2 separate regions of the Sus scrofa genome follow, and region 2 is linked to region 1. A link is a contact called in public promoter capture Hi-C data. All regions are on one chromosome and are shown on one strand. Each heading gives the region's core, a stretch centred on a gene start, on an enhancer-like site or on the middle of the called end of the contact. The rest is flanking DNA. Distances are from core to core; before and after follow the strand shown.

Region 1 (4,096 bases), core at 1,093-3,592:
CCCATCTCAAATCTTTTTTCCTGAGATAATTTTGGAATCATGCCTGAAATGCCGGAGAATATGGAACAGGTAAGAGCTAGCTATTCAAGAAAAGAAGCATTCTGGAGTTAGAGTTTCCTTAAAAGCACCCCAATGAACAAATGATAAAAACCGAAAGGGTGTGTGAAAAAACAGAAATGAGTGTCATTCCTTTCTTTAAAACATCACTTTGGGACTTGACTTGGAAGAATGAAGTAGCTAATTATTAACCCTGTATGGAGAGTTCAGCTAAGTCTCCATTAAAAAAAAAAAAAAATCCCAAACAACAGTAGTTTCATTTACCAGATTAATGCAATGCTGTAGGTGAAAGTTATATATAAATAACGATTTTATCTTTCTTTGTTTTGGCATGGATTGAATCTGCTAACCTAAACTTTATCTCCAGATTACTCTTTTTAAATTTATAGTTTTAGCCACTAAGTGAACTTGGATATTGTCTGTATAATAATAGCGTTTTTATTTACACTGAAATTTCCATTTTTATAAAGAATGATTAAAACCCATATACGAGCATATGCCCCTAGGGATCATACCCAAGGTTCCCCTGGCGAGTATCATATCAGATTCTCAAATTTAGGCAAGTAAATTCCTTTATTCCTCTAGATAAGTCTGCTCTGAGAATCAAAATGCTAATTGCATATGCATATCCTTAAATCGTCTTCACGTTGAACAATCAATTTTTTTTTCTTTTGTAGAGATTATAACGCATCACTGTAAACTTTACAAAAAATCCTCAGTTTTTAAAGAGAGGAGGATCGGGAGAATCTTGAATCCCTCCCCCCAGTACCACCGACACCTTTTCTTTGTTGCAGATTATGCGCGGTTACTGTTGGGGCAGTCCTCTCTAGGACTCTTAACAGTGCTAATTGATTTATAGCCGGGATTGAAACAAAAATTGTAAAGTGTTGGGGGGGCCTCAGGCTCTCCTGCTATTGTTCCAAAGAAACCTGATGCTTACACAAATAAGGAAATGAGTTCTTGTGGGGGTTGGGTAGGAAAGAAAGTCACGGGACTGAGACGTGGAAAAACTTTTTTTAAAGGCTGCTTGCCTAGTGTTCAGCTGGAAGATGAAACCAAAAAAAGCTTTTATGCAATTAACGTCGTTTTAGAAGAATCCAAGCAGTAATCAACATTTCTGGGCGACTTTTATTAGAGTCTCTGTCTTCTGTGTGTCTGGACAAAAACACTCAGACTGTTCAGTGGAAAGCTGGTGAACCCTACACGGTCCATGCTCGGATTTTTTCTGAGTAAATTTCACCGGCATCCCGGCTGGCATGGGACGTTTTGGTTTTAAACTGAAAGAAAATACGGTTGCGTGCTAGGTCAGCTTCAATGCTTAGGGCTGTTTTAATTTGTTACTTTAAAAAAAAAAAAAAAGGGTGATACAGGTGGTAGAAGATCCGTTGGTCTTTTTCCCCTTTGGTTCCTTTCATTTTCCGAGGTAGCAGAGGCGCCGCTGTGTAGCCAAATGCTGCAGCCTGTAAGGCGGTGCTTCTCAAAGGGTGGTCTTGACTCCAGTTATATCCCCTAAAATGTGGAGCCCCAGGCTCTAGTTCCACAGCTCATACTGAAGTTATTGGTAAAGTACGAGAACGTACGTTTTAAAGTGGCACCCAAACAATTCACCCCCAGACTCCCACACCTTTTTATTTTTAACTAGTTAAAAATAGTTTGCCATTTTTGGAATTTCACACGTACTACCTTTGTGCATCCCAGAAAGACAAATGGGTTCTTCAGAGGCTGATGACTCAGATGTCAACACATTTATTTTTACTCCTCTCTTTATAAAATCTCTCTCTCAAAAACAAAGATCCCTCATTGCTCTAGGGATACATGTCCAATTGTGCTTCCTCTTCCCTTGCCTCATCCCTCCTACCATATCTTTAAAATGTTTTGTTCCACTTTATGTTTTACGTGCCCAGTTAATCCTTATGCACTGCGCACAGTCTACAAACTTGGAAGTCCAGGCGATCCAATTCAATTCTTACCTAGTCGAAAAGGGAAAACTAAATAAACATCCCCAGTTCCTCCTCCCAGCCCGCAAACAAAACTCAAGAGTCCCGGTTTAAAGCTGAGGCCTTTGTTTCAGGTAGCCCTTTAAGAGTCGGCGCGTGGGCTGGGAGCGTCCTGAGCGCGCCCGCCCCCTTTTTGGGGCGTCGGTGGAGCGTGGCCAATCAAGAGTGTCGGTCTTGGCGGCGGAAGCCGGAAGCGGTGGGAGGGGGCCGGCCCGGACCAGGGGAGGCGGGCCTAGGGCGTTGGAGCTGCGGCTTACGGCGTTCTTGGGCTGGAGGAAGTGGCGGACGCTGCGGCGGCGTCGCCAAGACGGCGGGCATGGTGGGGCGGGAGAAGGAGCTCTCTATCCACTTTGTTCCCGGGAACTGCCAGTTAGTGGAGGTGAGGGAATCGGCCCCGGGTCTGGAGGCGGGGTGGGGGGGGGGGACGTCTCGTGGGAACCGAGTGAGCGGAGGGGGACGAATCTGGTGGTGGGGCTGGAGTACTTTTCCAGACGCATTCAGTCGGAGCTGAGGCCCCGGGAGGCTGGGGCGGCGCCGCCGAGTTTGTTTATCTCGGTTTCTGTGTCTTTTCTTAGCAGCTGCGACAGGATAAGTTGAATTTCATTTTCAAGTTTCCTGTCTCCCCTCCCAGGAACGAAGAGGGGTTTTCGGAGATGTTTCGGTTTTGATTTTTTTTTTTTAATCTTTTTTGTTTTTATTCTCCGATTTTAATTCCTATCTCTGAAAAGGGGCCGGGTGGCCTTTCAGAAATAGGAACAGGATTGGAGATGAAGAGTGAGTTCTTAGTTTAAAAACATACAACTATATTATGCACTTTACGTACATTATTTACTTTAATCCTTATAACTGTGAGTTTCTAGTTTTGCTCCATTTTACAGGTAGGAAAACTTGGGGCTTAGAGGGCGAGTACTTGGCCCAAGTGCATTTAGTACGGTTGCATCCGGAATTCAAATACAGGTCTGTTTCCCAAGCTTTGAACCATTGCGGAGGTTGCATAAACGAAAGCTGTTAACTGTGTTTGGAGAGCCCCCTTCTCTACCGTTTCATTCCACGCCCCCCAGCATACACCAGTTCACAGAATATATCTAGCTCTGGGAATAAAGAGATTATTAATGCCCAGATCGATATGTCTTAGAAGGTTCAGGTGAAGGCTATCTCTGATAATGCAAAATTTTTACGCTTCCGGAATGTAGCATATTTAGTGTTTTCAAATCACTTTGGGACTTAGGGGGTAGAGTTAGGGTAGATAGCCTATTTTAAACCTCGATATTGTTTCTGTGTATCCCAAGCAATGCTGAGTAGTAACATTACATATCGTTTATGTGCATTCTCGCATATGAATGTATATGTGTGTATGTAAAGCTTGATAAGTTCTCACAGTAGGGGTTCAGTAGACCAGTGAAAATGGATTTTCCTTCGTTAAAATTGTAGCCAAAACTTGATGTATTTTTGCTGCTCTCAAAACCTATAAAATTGAACCTCACTCGTGAGAATGAAGACGAAGTTTATGTTAGAGAATGAGATGTAGTGGTTACTGGTAATAATACTATTTGTAGGGTACAGAAGGGTGACAGTGGATGTTAGACTGGTGTCACCTAGGTATCTTAAAAAGTTTCTTAAAGTCCAGGAGTATTTATTCAAAGATCTTTCTCAAGGGGGAGGGTTGTGAGAAAGAAATCAATGTGAAACTTTGCCACATTTAAGAGCTTCTAAAAATAGCCAAGTATAATTGTGTTTGCAACTAAAATTTAAGATTTCCTCTTTAGATAATTAGTGAAGTTTCACTCTTGACCTTTTCTAGGACTTTTTTTTTTTTTGTCTTTTTGCCATTTCTTGGGCCGCTCCGGTGGCATATAGAGGTTCCCAGGCTAGGGGTCGAATAGGAGCTGGAGCCACAGCAACTCGGGATCTGGGCCTGGTCTCTAACCTACACCACAGCTCACGGCAACGCTGGATCCTTAACCCACCGAGCAAGGCCAGGGATGGAACCTGCAACCTCATGGTTCCTAGTCAGATTCCTTAACCACTGAGCCACGACAGGA
Region 2 (4,104 bases), core at 62-2,561, 2.8 Mb before region 1:
TCACTCTTAACTCCAGCAGAGGACAAGCTTATCTATTTCCAAGGCTTCAACAGCCAAAATACACAACTGTTGGCTCTCCAATTTATTTCTCTACTCCAGACCTTTTATTTGAGCTTCAGATAAGTACATTACAATTACTTGCTTCAAAGTATCTCCACTTATATACCACAGAGAAAACTAAACTCAACAAACAGTTTTGTTTTGTTTTTTCCTCTCCTCAGTCTGCAACCAGAACGCCTCATGGCGACGCCAGATCCTTAACCCACTGATAGAGGCCAGGGATCAAACCCGAATCCTCATGGATACTAGTCGGATTCGTTTCGCTGCGCCACAAGAGGAACTCCCTGAACTCAACAAATCTTAATCTTCTCTCTGAAATCTAATCTCCTCCACTGTTCCCTCTCTTGATGAAAGACAGACACCATCATCCATCACTTAACAACGTTCTAGCTAGTACCCATATCTCTGTCAGCACTAAGTATTATTTTCACCTTCTGAATATCACTCAAATTCATCTACTTCTGCTCTCAACAACGTTATTACTCTTTCCTTTGAGTCTCTTCTGATTCCCTACAATTAATTCTCCACACTGCAGTGCTATTTTTTAAAACAGATTTAACCATATCATGTCCCACTACCCAAGCTTAAAACCCTCCAATGCAGGACTGTCCGAGAGAAATATAACACCAGCACTATATGTCATGCCACTGAAGATACAGTCCTGGTCTAACTGGGCACAAGTACCACGTATGAGGCCTAGCACGGCGGCATCCTTTTCGGTCCCCTGTTCCCATTTTCTCCTCAACCTGGCGTTCGTCAACGCCGTAAAGATATCTGTATTAGCCTCTAGCTCACTTCCCTGAGTTCTTCACCTTCACCCTCCTCCCCTTCCCCAGATTCTCACAATAATCCCTCACCTGGTCACGAAGTCGCGCAGTTGCTGACCCCAAAACAGCCGGACACGAAGGAAGCGGAGCGTCAATGTTTACTTCCTGACTTTCCTTCCTCTCCCGGCACCCACTGCGGCGCCTTCCGGACGACTAACACATGCGCACCAAAGACTCTGGGTCTCGGACACCCAAACGACGCTGGTCTCGCGAGATCTCGATCCGTACCTACCTCTCTACAGGGGGTCTCTAGTTTTGGGTTAGAATTGAGCAGCTCATTTTTGTTTGTTTGTTTGTTTTTTGTTGTTGTTGTTGTTGCTATTTCTTGGGCCGCTCCCGCGGCATATGGAGGTTCCCAGGCTAGGGGTCGAATCGGAGCTGTAGCCACCAGCCTACGCCAGAGCCACAGCAACGCGGGATCCGAGCCGCGTCTGCAACCTACACCACAGCTCACGGCAACGCCGGATCGTTAACCCACTGAGCAAGGGCAGGGACCGAACCCGCAACCTCATGGTTCCTAGTCGGATTCGTTAACCACTGCGCCATGACGGGAACTCCTGAGCAGCTCATTTTACATCCTGTGCTTTTTCAACTCTTTTTCTTTTTGAGTCGCAGAATTTTACGACGTAAAACAAAACATGCAAACAAAAGTTTTAGTGCCGAGAACAGACAACAGCTTATGCTTCACGAAATGAAATCAAAGTGCAACGAAATGAATGCGGAAGTGCTTGAAGTTAAAAAAGCAGTGAAAGTTTTCCTGCTGAGGCTCAGAGACACCGGCGGCGTTTCTGCCGGAGCGCTGCGAAGCGGGTTCCTTCCCCAGCCCGTGCGGTGGGTTAAGGATCCTGCCTGCAGCATAGGTCGCAGCTGTGGCTCGGTTCTCATCCCTGGCGAGGGAACTCCATATGTCGTTGGGCAGCCAAAAATGAAAGAAAGAAAGAGTTAAAATTAGTATTAATTAGTAGCTAGTGTAACACGCTGGGGACGTGGTAAACACAGTCTTTCCCTCTTCGAATTTACATCATACAGAGTGAGAAAGACACTAAGTTTTTCCGGTGATTTGTAGAAAGCTGCTATCAAAGGAATACCAGGTCCTCTGAGGATATATGGATCTAATCCGTAATTGCAACACTTTGCCCCAAAGTGATCTTGTGTTTTACTCTTAGGAAAAAAGCTCTTTAGAACGATTTCCGTTGTGTGAAAACAAAACAATGATATATATGGCATCTGAACTTTCCTTTAAAGTGTAATGTGAAATAAAGTGCTGGAAAATAAGCAGTAATTTTGGAGTAGAACTTTCTCTGAGTTTTTTTTTTTTTTTTTTTTGCTTTTTTAGGGCCACACCCGTGGCTTTATGGAGATTCCCAAGCTAGGGTCGAATCAGATCTGTAGCTGTGGGCCTACAGAATCCCAGTTGTGTCTTTGACCTACACTACAGCTCAGGGCAATGCCGGATCCTTAACCCACTGAACAAGACCAGGGATTGAACCTGCATCCTCATGGATGCTAGTCAGATTAGTTAACCGTTGAGCCACTACGGGAACTCCAATGTTCTGGTCAACATTTTGTTTTTTGAAATAACACGTATATATTCCTTCCAAATGTCAAAGTGAAAATAGCTAACATCCTTGTCTCAATAAAAGATCTCATTATCATATAATCTATTTTTTTCTTATTAATTTTCAGTGTCCAGGGCATAAGAATGTAATTATTAATTTTGATTGTGCAAGGCAATAGTTGAAAAGAAGTTGTCAGAAAATAGTCTGAACTTGATCAGTCTGTGAATCACTCAAGCTTTATTTTTATCTCCTTAAAACAATTGCTGAAATTTGCTTGGAAGTGTAAAGGCCTGTTTAGTTAAAACCACCAAGAACAAACCAGGGAGCACATCTCCCAGAGGAATTATGTGTGCTTGACAAGATTCTTCTCTAATCTTTTGTAAAGTTTGGATTCCCCCTGGAGGATTCTGATGGGGATCTAAGGAAGCAGGAATCAGTTCTGGATGGCTTATTGTTTGATAGCTTGGGCTTAATTAGGACATAGGTGCGGTTATGTGGCGATGGTCATTTAGCAGTTACGTATCCCCATTCATATTCAGGGGCATCTTTAGTAAGAAAACAGTGGTTACTCAAAGATGGAGTGGTTGTTGGAAGTTCCTGTTGTGGCTCAGTGGGTTAAGAATTGGACACAATGTCTTTGAGGATGCCGGTTCAATCCCAGGCCCCTCTCATTGGGTTGAGCTGAGCTTAACTCACCTAGGCTTAATGACCTACACCCCTTGCTGCAAGCTCCTGGTGCAGATCACAGATGTGACTTGGTTCTGGTGTTGCTGGGGCTGTGGTGTACGCCGGCAGTTGCAGCTCCAATTTGATTATTAGCCAGGGAACTTACATATGCCTCAGGTGTGGCCCTAAAAAAAGAGAGAAAAAAAAAAAAGATGGAGTGGTTGCGGCATTTTACAGTTACTACAGGACCTTGTGAGACATAATGCTTTCTATTGTAGGGGGAAGACTTACCCTAGGGAGATGTTAACCTTGTACTCCCCAAAGACCTCAGGAAATAAAAGAACTCCCACCTGGAAGCTGTGGGTGTTGTTAAAGAGAGAAGCTACTGGACCCAAATCGAGTCACTTGTGCCCATGACACCAGATCTAGATTTAACACTTAACCTAATCACAACTCCGAAATGTAATCTCCAAAAATGTGATCCAATCAACCAGTTTAGAATTTACCAATCAGTGTCAAAGAAATGTCATCTAATCAGTTTGGAATTTCCTGGTCAGTGCCAGTGTCACGTGGACCCTTTCCGTCATCCCCTACCCCCCACTCCACCTCTCAGAGCAAGAAGAGGCAATCGTCTTGTAAAATTCTTGTTGTTCCCCGCCTCCACCACTGGCAAAGATGTCCTGGCCTCAAAATCCTTTATTTTGCTGATAGTTCCTATGCCTCATCCTTCTTCCTACAAAAACACTTCAGCTTGTACAGCCCCTTGGAACACACTTCTGTTTGTTCTGTGGGATGCTGATTCACAAGTTGTTGAATAAAGCCAATGAGATCTTCAAATTTACTTGATTGAATTTTGTTTTTTGACTGTGTTGTGCAGATTCGATTTTGAAATACATACTTTTGTGTGCTGATGACATAATATGGAGCTGAGACATTTAGAAAGAGATATAGGGAAAGAATAAGAGGAGAGATAGGGATAAAGGGGAGAAAGG

The links. Promoter capture Hi-C pulls out the DNA fragments that hold promoters and counts their contacts.
Region 2: a contact with region 1 is called in a promoter capture Hi-C map of liver, with 14 times the contacts expected there. The contact joins the promoter of SLU7 here to the promoter of MAT2B in region 1. A contact is called at or near these places in 1 of 5 promoter capture datasets (liver), 1 of 47 Hi-C or Micro-C datasets (liver) and 2 of 2 datasets of contacts at active chromatin or transcription factors (alveolar macrophages and skeletal muscle).

Annotation. Positions count from the first base shown.
Region 1 is chr16:60,269,889-60,273,984 of Sscrofa11.1, reverse strand. It overlaps MAT2B (methionine adenosyltransferase 2B), which reads left to right and starts at 2,342. Exons shown (of 7, transcript NM_001142832.1): 1 at 2,342-2,433. The coding sequence starts at 2,371.
Region 2 is chr16:63,115,633-63,119,736 of Sscrofa11.1, reverse strand. SLU7 (pre-mRNA-splicing factor SLU7) reads right to left here and starts at 1,311. Exons shown (of 16, transcript XM_003134093.4): 1 at 918-1,311.